Linked DNA regions of Cyprinus carpio: region 2 is linked to region 1. A link is a contact called in public Hi-C data. All regions are on one chromosome and are shown on one strand. Each heading gives the region's core, a stretch centred on a gene start, on an enhancer-like site or on the middle of the called end of the contact. The rest is flanking DNA. Distances are from core to core; before and after follow the strand shown. Region 1 overlaps LOC109047434 (transient receptor potential cation channel subfamily M member 1-like). Region 2 overlaps LOC109046150 (OTU domain-containing protein 7A-like).

Region 1 (6,575 bases), core at 2,426-4,925:
GATAGATAGATAGATAGATAGATAGATAGATAGATAGATAGATAGATAGATACCACAAGAAGGTCATATTGGTTATGCTAATTAGTAAAAATCAGTGACATGCTAAGCGTAAATTGATTTTTTAAGGCAGATGCTTGCTGAGGCTAGCAGTAATCCACTCTGAAACAATGCTGCAGGGAAAGGCTTTGTCCGCTTCACACAATACAGTTTAAAAAGAACGAATTGTAACAAACTCTCTTTAACTATGTCTGCTCACTGCCTGTGAGAAGCTTCTCTATTCACGAGGCATCAATCAGTGGGCTGGTAGGACATGTCTGATGGAGGAAGAGGAGGAAACCTTCATCTATCTCTATCTTTCCCTTCAACCACACAGTTTGAGCCTCAGGCTCTGTATTAGCACGCCTTTATGACGGCGTGTATAGAGGGCCTCTTGGCAAACCCTATTCAAACTCAACAGCGATGTGTAATCTACAAGCGCACTATGTACACTACGTTCATGTAACCTATATCACACAATAGCATGGCCTTAGGGTACACATATGTAATGTACTCAAGGTAGGACTTTGAACATTGCTTTTCCCATTCTTTATCAAAAGACGTAATCATTACTACTGGAGTTCAACAGTGACCACCCACTTTTACAGCAGCCTTTGGTAAAGGATTTTCCCCATGCATTTTCTTCATAGTGTTTTCTAAAGTCAATATATAAATATAATTTGGAATAATAATAAATTGAAATAATATTTCTATATTTTTAATCAAATAAATGCAGCATTGGCAAGTTTAAAAGAATTCGGTAACATAGTGCAGTATCCTACTGTTGCGCTACATAGGGCACAATCTACAATCACATTATAACATCTGTCCCAAAAAACTTTGTCATGCGGGATAAACTATGGAAATTGAAAATTGAACATCAATATTCCAGCATCCAAACCTCACTGCGGATGTCAATAGGCTTTACATATTAAAAGCCAAACAAGCTGTGGCCTCTAGCAGCTAATGAGAGGACAGATTAACAAGGCTCTCATTAAATGAGAACAAATCCTTCTGAAACACAGAGAGGTCACCACTGGTCACCAGATGGATTTGAGGTCAACTGCCAAACTGAAGCACCAAAATCACTGTTAAGACTATTGAATGTAATTTTGAACTCTTAAGATTTATTTAATATTGTCCTTATTCAAAATTGTTTCAAAATCACTACAAAGAACTGGATTGTTCCTATTAATGTTTTCTCAAGGGATTTTCAGCTTGAAGAAAATGTTCTGAGGGCGGACCAACTGACCACAATAAAATCAAGAGTAAACACGACAGTAAAATGGCCACTGACTCTTTTTGGAAACTTCAGCTCCATAGGCCTGCACAGCAAACATCTATATTTTGAATTACTGTATATAGTGCAGTAGGTGTGCATTTCTGCTTTCAAACAAATTGTTTGTCAGGAAAAAAACAAAATAAGTATTGCAGGTGGTAGCATGTGAATGCCATCTTCAAGTGCTTGTGATTTCACAGATTCACAGATTTGTTCTTTTGGAACTAAACAATGACCCCAAAAGACTGCGATAAACAGTATATGTAGGAAGCCATGGGATATAATACAATAATATATTTTTCAATAAACAAGCAGTATGTGGGCTTTCATTACACCAATTTTTAGCTGACCTCACCCTTGATGCCTAATGCATGGTTTTTATGATTTCTTTTTTTTTCTTTTCTTTTTTTTTTTTGAGTGCAGGAAGTATAGGTATTATTGCATGTTCTTACATCCTGAGGTTGTAAAGTATTTTTTATTTTATTTTTTGGCCTTGAATGGAATTCATTAGTTACTTAACTATATGTGACACATGCTCTTTACATTCAAAATTGGACTTTGTAGACATAAACGATCAAGCACTGTACACAAAACCACTGTTAACAAGTTGCATAACATAGTGAGGTAAAATTGCAGGCAATAGTGTGCGTTATCTTGAAAAAGAGCTCTGATAGTTAGGGAGGAAGCAGAGATGATTGGATCACTTTTATGGTTTGTTTATTTATTCTGAAAATATTTAGCCTTAAACTATTAAATGTAGACTTTGAAAACATATAGTGGCCATTAAAATTTTAACTATGGTAATTCAGTTAAAGTCACAATGTAATGGAAGTAGCGACCAATAAAGCAAAAAATGTAAGGTGAGTTTTGTCTCAATCCACTGGTTGTTGATTGGATGGAGTCAGACATGAAAGTGAACTTGCATTCAATCTTAAAGGGTTAGTTCACTCAAAAATGAAAATTTGGCTGTTAGACAATTTTACAAATAGACAAATTAGACAATTTTTAATAAAACTCTGACTGGATTCCTCTGAAAGAAGAAAGTCATATACACCTAGGATGCCTCGGGGGTGAGTAAAACACAGCCTAATTTTCATTTTTGGGTGAACTAACCCTTTAAGAAATGGGTGGGGTTTAAACAGATAAAATGATTGGAGAAGTCCAGCATATGTCACCAGAGAGAAGTCTGTTATTTCGATCGAGTTATAACATTGTAAATAAAACATTAAAAAGGTCAAAAGATTTCTAAAAAATAAAACAGACATGGATAAGTCATTTACAATAAGATCAATAAAATGGATACTACTGTATATAAGCAGGGTGTGAATTGCCGGTTTGTGGGGTGGGGTGGGGTTCCCCCCTCTGGTCTATGGGATTAAAAAAAAACATCCCCGGGGGAATGCTGCTAAACCAAATGACCATATAAGTGTATAGACAGCTTTCTTGTTTATAACGGGGGAGTTTTTTTGAGAGTTCTTAAACTTGTGCAGTGATAACATTCTTTGATAATGCAGCCTAATGTTCTTTGCTTGCTTTCTCTATATAACTTATTAGTTGTGTGAATAACCATGGAAATTAAATTGTTACAATTAACAGGCCTAACGTACAATGTCTTTATTAAACTGTGATCACATTAAATCCAAATATTTTATGACATGACACCCATTACCTGGAACTTGCCTAAAAAGACAGATATGATGTGCGTTGTTAACAGATTACATTAAGTAACATTAGGTTACTATTAGGTTAGACTATAGCCTTACCTTTTCTCCGCCTATGGAGAAAAAAAATTCAAAAGCATCCCCCTCTGTTTTCTTTATAAATCACACCCTGTATACAAGTATGCACACTACAGACACATGAAAGTAGTTCACTACTAAATTGTTGCGCTCACAAGGGTCTGTTAGAGAAGCAAAAGTCTCTGATTTGTGAATGTGATTTGAGAACCAGGTCAGTCTGATTCATGAATTTATCATTCACTGTTTTTGTGAACTGGACCAACTGATTCATTGAAAAAAATCCAACTAAAAAGCCTAGTTCATGAATTGGTCATCACTAGACCTACTTTTTATTTTTATTTTTTTTTACATTTCAGAGCTTGAAAGTTTTTGAAACAATAGGGTTAGTAAGTAATGATGCCATGGGGTGAACTATCCCTTTCATTTTAGAGGCATTTTCTAAAATTATTTATCTACTACTAAAATTGATTTTTAATTGCACTGTCCATTTCAAATAGTACCATAATGGTAGCCACAATAAGATGTATTCTACCCCTTAGACCGAAAACAAAACCCTCCCCCGTTGTGTGCACATTCTTTGTCTGGTTGTTTTGATGGGAGTGCAGCGAGTCAACGGGTTCAAAAGTGGGCGAGGCTCATGAGGGCTGCGCAGCGTTCAACTCTCTTTCCTCAAACCCACTGTGTGCTGTCTCATACGACGAAAGCGCAAAAACTTATATTTTTTTCTCTTGCAGCCTTACCAAAAAAACTGCAGTGTTCCACAAATGTTGTACACTTTGTTTGTCCTCAAGTGACCTGCTGCAGACGTGAGTACATCCAGTTCCTGTGATATTAATAGCTCCCCTGCGTCACCAAATTGTGCTAGATGGCTCTGCTAGACACGCGATGCTAGCCGAGCGCGCAGCAACGCATTCGCACCCCAAACAAACATTGTTATAAAACAGATATCTATCGGGCATCAGATGACTGTCTAGGTCGGATGTGGCAACGTGTGCACAACGTAATACCTGATGCATTGATTGTTCAGAAGGGCTCAGCAGGAAGTGGTTATCCTATTTTTTATTATTATTATTATTATTTCAACAGTTTTAGTCTGCTTAAAAGGAATCTTTTAAGATCATATGAGTGTGGAAATGCATGCAATATCAAATGAAAGTTGCATTCATGAAAAACTATAAATTATAGACTAGGTTAGAGGGAGCCAGTGGGTGGAGAACTGTTGAATCAAACTGTAACTCATCAACAGGTCACAGCAGGGGCATAGCCACCATTTCAAAAATGAGGGGGACAGAAATGTCAAATACAATACCTTAATTTTTTTTTTTTTAATTGATAGGTTGTTATTATTATTATTATTATTATTATTATTATTATTATTATTATTAGTGATTAGTGATTTCTTGCAGGTTATAAGTTATTAGTTCTGTGAGTCTGTTTAGGACTTTCAGAGCGAGAGCGCCCTCTGGCTTTGAGTATGAATGAATCGTGCACTGCATGAGAGTTTTTAGCACTTCGTGTTTACATCGCCTAGTTTCAGATATGGATAAAACGTCAGATCATGCATTGACTATCTTGTCTCTTTGAATTTACATCTAGATTTATTCACACTGGCCCTTGAAAACCTCTACATGAACACTTGCCTGAAAAAAGTATGGGAGACGGATTTACGTTTATTTAAAGTGGGGGGGGGGGGTCACATCACCCACATGTTCTATACCCATGGGTCACAGTATGCAGAATCAATACAGTACAGTATTAGTCAATACTGTAAGAAATAGTTTGTCAGGAAACTCTGGAAGCCTGAGTATATACAGTACAATAGTTAACAATATTTCTGTATCCATTAGTGCAGGTATTGACTGCATTTGTTCTACTGTCAGAATTTGCACTAAACATCATGGCAGTGTCCTGTTTTCATTGATCATCTTAGACTTTTTGATACATAACACTGAATATGTGTTACAGGCATAATGGATTTTATGTCAGTTTGGTTCGGTAAAGTAACTGTAACACATTGCAGTAACTCTAACATTTTCAATCCAGTGCCTCTAAAGGTGATTTGAAACATCTTGCAGTGCTTTGTTTTATAGAGATCACACGCACACACACACACACACACACACACACATCTGGTTTACTTTCCTTGTGGGGACTCTCCATAGGCGTAATGATTTTTATACTCTACAAATGGTATATTCTATCCCTTTACACTACCCCTACACCTAAACTAACCTCAATTCAGGTCCCCACAGTGACAACACGAGTTCCCATGAGTCATTGGGTAGTCAGGTTTAAGTTCCCACTGGGATAAAAAAGCATGTATACACACACACACACACACACACACACACACACACACACACACACACACACACACACACACACAGGTCAGTATTGGATATTTAATTGTTCGTGCTCATTTTGTATAAAGCACACCTAAAGGCATAGTTCACCCAAAAATGAAATTGGCTAAAAATTCACTCACCTTTAGGCCATGCAAAATATAGTTTGTTTCTTCATCGGAACATATTTGAAGAAATTTAGCATTACATCATTTGCTCACCAATGGATCCTCTGCAGTGAATGGGTGCCGTCAGATTCGTTGTGTTTCATAAATTCACTTGAAGCATGTAAAATGATTTTAGTTTTTAAGTGTTTTATTTTGAATTTATTTAGACAAATTAGTGTCAAATTTAATCATGTAATAATTAATGTAATAATTACGAAAGTTCATTGCTTAATGGAATCAGCCAGAGTTATAATATCACTGCTGTTTACCACTTTCTTTTTTCTTTTTTTTAAGCACATTTCTTTCCAGATTCACACAGGTCAATATTATGTTTATCCTCATGTTTCTCCCCATGTGAAAGGCAAAATTTAAATCCCCACATGATGCTTAGAAATCCCCATATCATTATAAATGATTTTGTAAGCCTATTTTGGCATCGCTCTTGATCTTTGTAAACATACTTCAGTTGCGTGATTCACATCCACACCTGTGGTTTTCAGGAAACTCTGTAACCATAATGCCACACACAGTTTGCAGTTACGTACTAACATGCCCTGCAGTTGCAGTGTTGCATAATGTGTATCTGGTTACATTATTAGAGCAACCACTGATATCATTCATTAGCTTAATATAACAACGTGACACAAAGTAATGCTGATGCAATCCCCTTTCACCAGCTTCTGCTAGAGTTTACGCTTGGGTGCAGTGGGATCTTGGCCCGGCCCCAGAGAAAGGGGAGGATAGCAGACAGGGAGATGGAGGGAGAAAGAGACAGACAGACAGAGGAGGGAGGTGGATCTTTCAATTGCTGGGTTCAGTGTTGTAGTCTATGGGGAGATGGGGGTGTTGATGCATAGAGACAAACCTGACCGAGCTCCCCAGTGTGTACTGCATACAGACAAACCTATTCAGTCACAAACAACTCACCTAGATATTTATGTTTGACTTCAATAGAAAGTTAGCAAAGTGAATGCGCTGTGGGTATGCAAGCGTGTGTTTCAGTGCCACTAGG
Region 2 (6,575 bases), core at 2,693-5,192, 50 kb before region 1:
GTTCCATTTCTATAATTCTGTTTTGTAAAAACAGCATTTTTCACATGCTATAAATGCTTTGCATAGTATTTTTAAAAAGAAGGCATGTGCAGTACACATTTGAAGTGTGCAAGTAGTCCATTCTGAACGCAGCCATAGTTCCTTTTGAATTGTTATAGTTTTTTTTTATGGTATTATTTCTCTTTCAAATTCTTATGTAGTGTGTAGTCCATTCTGAATGCAGGCGTAGTTCATTATAATGGATTTAGAAAATATGTTATCCAAAATTTCGCCTTTAAAATCTAATGTAGTTTTATGTAGTCTGCTAGGTGAAGTCTAAAGCTTACTTGTGGATCATTAGAGGTAACATTATGGTGAATTGAAAGCTGCTGTACCTTGGTTTAATTTTCTTACTTGCACCAATAAACAAAGAATCATAGTTTTTTTTTGTCAAATATGTCACTGTATGTGTATGTGTCTCCTTTAGGGTGGATAACTCAGAAGACCCGGTTTATGAGAGCTTGGAGGAGTTCCATGTGTTTGTACTGGCCCATGTTCTGAGAAGACCTATCGTGGTGATCGCTGACACCATGCTCAGAGACTCTGGAGGGGAAGGTAAGACACCCAGTCCAACAACTCTGTTCAACCACATTTGCTTTTCCAGCTAGAATATGTGTAGGTTTTTATTAATACCACTAGGGGGCTTCATAGTGTTTTCTATATAAAACCTATTTAAATGGAAAACAACTTTATTAGTTGAAAACCAATTAAAGCTGTATTAGGAGTTATTAAACAGCTGATAACTCAGCTTTGTGTGACTGTAATTACATGCTTGAATGCTTTTAAAGGATTAGTATAAAATTCTGTCATTTACTCACTCTAATGTCATTCCAAACCATGACTTTCTAACTTAAAAAATGACACTAAATTGCCAGTCGTCTGAATCCATATGAAAGCTTTATGTGAGAAACAGTATGAAATTTAAGTCATTGTCTTTTGCCCTAGTTCCCCTTGTATTGCTCATGAGAGTTTCATGAACAAACTAATCTTTTGAGTCAAATCTTTTCAGTGAATCAATTAAAGACTCTAAGTGATTCATTCACAAATTCGGACTGATGCATTTAACTCATTGATCCAATGATCCAAATCTCCTGGAGGGGAAGGTTAGCCTTATTCAATAAGATTATCTGAACTATTCCTTTCAGATTCAGTTCCACCATTGTCAATGAAACATTTCTGTATTAACTTTAAAATAGATTAAGTGAAGTGTCATACAGACAAACTGACCATTGTTTGTGCTTACCTGGCAGCTTTTGCACCCATTCCCTTTGGAGGGCTGTATCTGCCATTGGAGGTGCCTCCCAACCGCTGTCACTGTTCCCCGCTGGTGCTGGCCTACGACCAGGCCCACTTCTCCGCCCTGGTGTCCATGGAGCAGAGAGACCAGCAGAGAGAGCAAGGTAGACAATCACAGCAGACTGAATCAAACAATGACACAATGAGATGATACATTAATCTTGAAATTCCCACGTAGTATTACTTCAGGTTCATTCATCACTCTAGAAATCCAGGTATTCCATACAAGCTGAAAATTTGCATCATATGCACATTTTGTATACTGTAGAATTAGTATGAAAAGCATATTGATATGCAATTCTAAATGTAAGCTAAGTGTATAACCCTAAAGTGTAATTATTTTGTTTGCCGATTCATTCATTCCATTAAAATTAGCTAGAAATTCTTAGCAAAGAACGGACTTGAATCCATCTCATGCTAAATGAATAATGCAGACCTGAACCTGATCTAATTACCTTTTATCAATTATTAAAAGCACATTTCGTAGACTCCAATCGATCAGAGATTGAGACAGAGGAAGAAAAAAATTAGGAATTATACTGTTTAATATAGTGTTTCAGACTCTCCCAGGGAGTCTGGCTCCCAGTTAAGGACATTATTAGCTGTCTGTCTGAATTAGACCATTATGGTCTATCTTGTGATCTGTACAGTATAGTGTTATGTGCACTATAATGTGCTCCGGTCCCTCAGAAGTCTGCAGCGGTGCCAGTTTGAGCATGAGGTAAAACAATACACAACATGCTGATGTTGTCTAGGGCTGAATGGGACTGCAGGCAGAGATCCATGCATGCGTATCTCTCTCTCTTTCTCTCTCCAACCCCCGTTTCACTGACTCACTGAAGCTGTCAGTACAGTACAAGCTGTTCTCTTCACACACACACACTGCAATTGTCTCACAGTCAGGCCATTTGCCAGGTACAAACACACACCAACTGTCAAGGATGGGCAAAACCTCGCCTGTGGCATGAAACCTTTAGACACCACAAAAAAATCTAATGAATATTGCAGGGGACACCGGGGCTAGTTGTCATATTGAGAAATTAGATTTTTGACTTACATTTATCGAAATATAGCCTATATTTTGATAACTCTAAGACAAAAATCTTATTACTCAAATGTGTGTTTTCTCTAGTAGTGGTTTCAAATATCTAGTTCAAAAACACTTGAAATCTGAATAATTTTTGTGAATTTTATTCACGTTTTCCAGAAAGGTATCTAATTTTCATTGGGGTAAATTTTCATATATGTTTTATGTCTTATAATTTTATACCAAAAAGTAGATTTTTTTATTTTATTTTATTTTATTTTATTTTATTTTATTTTATTTTATTTTATTTATTTTGCAGTTTTGTGATTTTATAGTGTGTTCAATATTTGTTATACTATTCGAAATAGAGACAAAAGTCATATAATAGTCTATTTTTTGGCAGGTTCCTTTATGACAACTTACCCTATATATTGTGAAAACATGCTCTGTAATAACGGTGGAAAATTTCTAAAAGTTTTTTTTTTTTTTTCAGTCAAAACAGATTTTCACTTTCAGAAATGAACCAAGCCCAGTCACATGTTAGTTTGACAATAAATAACTTTCTAAAGAACATAACTGATGGGCCATAGTTTGTGCTATAAAATGAATATAGACAGCATTGTCTGTAGTTTATGTAAATAACATGTCTGGGTGAGAACCATTGGTTGAGTGTTTATCCCGCTAGATGGCGCACTGTCCTTCTGTTAGCCAAGGGAACCTCCTCGCATACCCTCACGTACCCACTGACCCCAAAAGCATGTGGTCGGTTTAAAGTAGCGGGTTGTTGACAGATTAGAGGCCTTGACTGTAGTCACATATCTCTAGGATATGAATGACTTGCTATTCTGAAAATAAAAGAAAAACACCTTGCACACTCCCGCCTGGAATACCTTCACCATTCTGTGAAGTGTGTAATTTATCTATACGGGAAACTGGGGGATTACCAACCTCTTTTTGAAATGTGTAATTTATATATTATATTATATTATATTATATTATATTATATTATATTATATTATATTATATTATATTATATTTTATTTTTTTATTTTATATTATTTTATTTTTTTATTTTATATTATTTTATTTTATTTTATTTTATATTATAAATACACCAAACGGCGACCTGAGCTACTTTGTCTTATAAAGATTTGACAGGTTAGAAACTTTCCTTTAGAATGACCTAATGGCAAATTTATTTATAAAAGTTATTTGCAGTTTTGTATGGTAAAAGTAAACTATCATTGAAGTTTAACAAGTATGAAAATCACACACAAGTTGTATAGGTCTCATCCACACAAACTGACAACGTACTGTGCACATACTATTTTGTTTTCTTTTCTTGAACAGAAAGAAAAATCATTGAAGAAAAATGACAAGATTGATCACAATTATCAACTCTAAATCTTTCAAAAGTACCTATAGTTCTGAATCACTGCTCATGCTACACTGAGGTGAAGGAGCACTTGCTTTAGTTTCTTCAGAGCCAAATGAGGTCATTTGTTGCTGCGTGTCTGGAGACGGTTAGCGCCATGAGGCCCCAAATATACTTTTGCCACTCCTTTACACAAATGCACACACTCACACAACAGGGCATCTCCCTCTGACTCATTTCCCCTGATTCTATTCTTACCCCCTCTCTTTCTCTCTCTCTCTCTCTCTGTCTCTCTCTCTGTCTCTCTCTATCCCTAAAGAACCACTTGGCCTCTGCCATTAAGGGCAGATCAGTCCAAGCCAACCACTACATGTGGTTTAGGCCCTAATCTGCTCCTCCCAAACCCATACCTCCCTTCTTCCACTTCCCGACGGAGAGTCTGTCTCTGTGTGGCTGTCTTGGTGGGTGATACCCCCTCCCCCCGGATCTTCCGCTGGGGTCTGCCAGGGAGTGCCCGTCTGCCCAGTGTGTGTTCAGGTGTCAGCGGTTTGCCGAGAACACTGAGACTCTTGTGTGTGTGTGTGTGTGTGTGTGTGTGTGTGTGTGTGTGAGTGAGTGAGTGAGTGAGTGAGTGAGAGAGAGAGAGAGAGAGAGAGAGATGTGTGTCAAAAGACCTGTGAAATTTTTCACTTGTGGCTTTCGATGTATGCTGGCTTTGAAGCAAACATCTATATATTAGTGTACTTAGAAAAGTTATTGAAAAAAGTTGTTTTTAGCATATATGCACATTGAAATTTGAGTCATTCTCTTTCTCATACTGCAATTGTGGGCGGGTCTCTTTTTTTATTTTTATTTATTTATTTATTTATTTTTCTCATCCTTTAGGATGAAAATGCCCCATACCTTAAAGTGATAGTTCACCCAAAAAATTAAAATTTGATGTTTATCTGCTTACCCCAGGGCATCCAAGATGTAGGTTACTTTGTTTCTTCAGTAGAACACAAATTATGATTTTTAGCTTCATGCGTTGCAGTCTCTCAGCAGTACAATGCTTGTCAATGGTCACAGAATCTATGAGAGAGAAAAAACCATGCACAGAAAAATTCAAAATAAACCCTGCGGCTCATGACGATACATTTATGTGTAAAGACACAAAACGATCAGTCTGTGCAAGAAACTGAACAGTATTTATATCGTTTTTTTGCCTCTGATTCACGCAATGTCCTAACTTTTAGAACTCTTGTGAACCGCCACCTGTCTCTCAAATGGACCATTAACACTCTATCTACAATCTCAATTAGGAGTGTCAATCGTCCACTTGAGAGATAGGTGGCAGTAATGCACTTATAAGTCTGCGATCCACCATAAAGCCACAAGAAGAAGATGATGCAGGCTGCTGTGAAGCGCATTCACAAGAGTTCTAACAGTTCGGACATTGCGTGAATCAGAGGTAAAAAAAAAAAATGATATAAATACTGTTCAGTTTCTTGCACAGACCAATCGTTTTGTGTCTTTACACATTGTATCGTCACGAGCCGCAGGGTTTATTTTGATTTTTCTGTGCATGTTTTTTTTCTCTTATAGATTCTGTGACCATTGCCAAGCACTGTACTGCTGAGAAACTGCAACCCCTGAAGCTAAAAATCATAATTTGTGTTCTACCGAAGAAACAAAGTAACCTACATCTTGAATGCCCTGGGCAGATAAACATCAAATTTTCATTTTTGGGTGAACTATCCCTTTAATACCACATTCATCTGACTAGCAATAGTAAATAGCATCAGTAACAGCTGTGACATGAATTAAACTGTTTTTAAAAGATAAATAAATAAAAGGGACAAGTCTTTCAGTATGTCTAGCTCAAACTTTTTGTTTAAATTGGAAATGTGCCAACACAGGAGAAAATTCATGGTGTCTTTACATGAGTTTACATTACTTTGGGCTCTAATTTCTCTTGTCATTCTTAAAAATTAATGAATCTTCAGACTCTTATTCACGCATGCACACACATTTGTTATTATATCATGGCAGGGACTTTACATTGGCTTTATTAAGCTGATTGCAGTTGCTATACTGTAACTCTACATCTTACAGGAACATTTTGCCTTTTTTTTTGTGAATAAAATGTTATTTAGGCCCTTTATTAAGCTGTTTTCGTGAAATCATCACTTGGTCACTATGCAGATAGCAAAACCTTTCCCAATTCTTTAAGATTAGCTAAAAGTATTTGTGAAGGAGAAAAAAATGTGGTCAAATATCTTTCATCAACTTTTCTCTTTTTCCACTTGTAATCTTTCTTTAACCACAGGGTAATTGTAATGTCACTGATTTTAAACTCTTTTGGTGATTTAAGGCCCTTTTGAAGTTGTTGTTTTTTTTTTCCACAAGATTTTTTCTGCGCATTGCAGACATACTGAATGGTTTCCCTGTGACGTGCCATGCTTGCTTTAATGCACCTTCATTTTTCTGTGGTTACACTTAATATGACACCAGTCAACCAATAGGAAACGTGCGTTGCTATTTTAAGACACGCCTGTCCAGCTTTATGAAGACCTCTATTTTCTTTGGCATTCAGCAGGCAGCTTTTAAATTTTCATCTTGAAAGAATGAAAAACCTTCTTGTGCCATGACCAACTCACACCAAGCTTGGGTTAAAAACATCCAGATTCCTCACATCGTAATCAGCAGTAAGCATCAGGAGGCCTACAGATCTTTCCATATACAGTTTGCATGTTTTATGTGGCTCTGGAAAATATGTAGGCAATCACATTCCCACGCATGTTTCGGAGAGCCACGATGAAGCCTTGTTTAGCCACGTTATTATTGTTTACAGCGGCT

The links. A called contact is a pair of places that touch in the nucleus more often than the background predicts.
Region 2: a contact with region 1 is called in a Hi-C map of skeletal muscle, with 2.9 times the contacts expected there. The contact joins two enhancer-like sites. A contact is called at or near these places in 6 of 8 Hi-C or Micro-C datasets (liver, red blood cells and skeletal muscle).

Annotation. Positions count from the first base shown.
Region 1 is chrA25:12,456,086-12,462,660 of ASM1834038v1, reverse strand. All of the region lies in intron 1 of LOC109047434 (transient receptor potential cation channel subfamily M member 1-like), which reads left to right. Among protein-coding and RNA genes, the nearest start is that of LOC109047434, 3.9 kb to the left of the region's middle. Within about 2 kb of position 3,675, at least 3 of the 8 cell types and tissues checked have an H3K27ac peak or open chromatin away from gene starts, as enhancers often do. A contact at or near this core is called in skeletal muscle, where this site is marked.
Region 2 is chrA25:12,506,003-12,512,577 of ASM1834038v1, reverse strand. It overlaps LOC109046150 (OTU domain-containing protein 7A-like), which reads left to right. Exons shown (of 13, transcript XM_042715577.1): 9 at 467-594; 10 at 1,290-1,439. Among protein-coding and RNA genes, the nearest start is that of LOC109051631, 43 kb to the right of the region's middle. Within about 2 kb of position 3,942, at least 3 of the 8 cell types and tissues checked have an H3K27ac peak or open chromatin away from gene starts, as enhancers often do. A contact at or near this core is called in skeletal muscle, where this site is marked.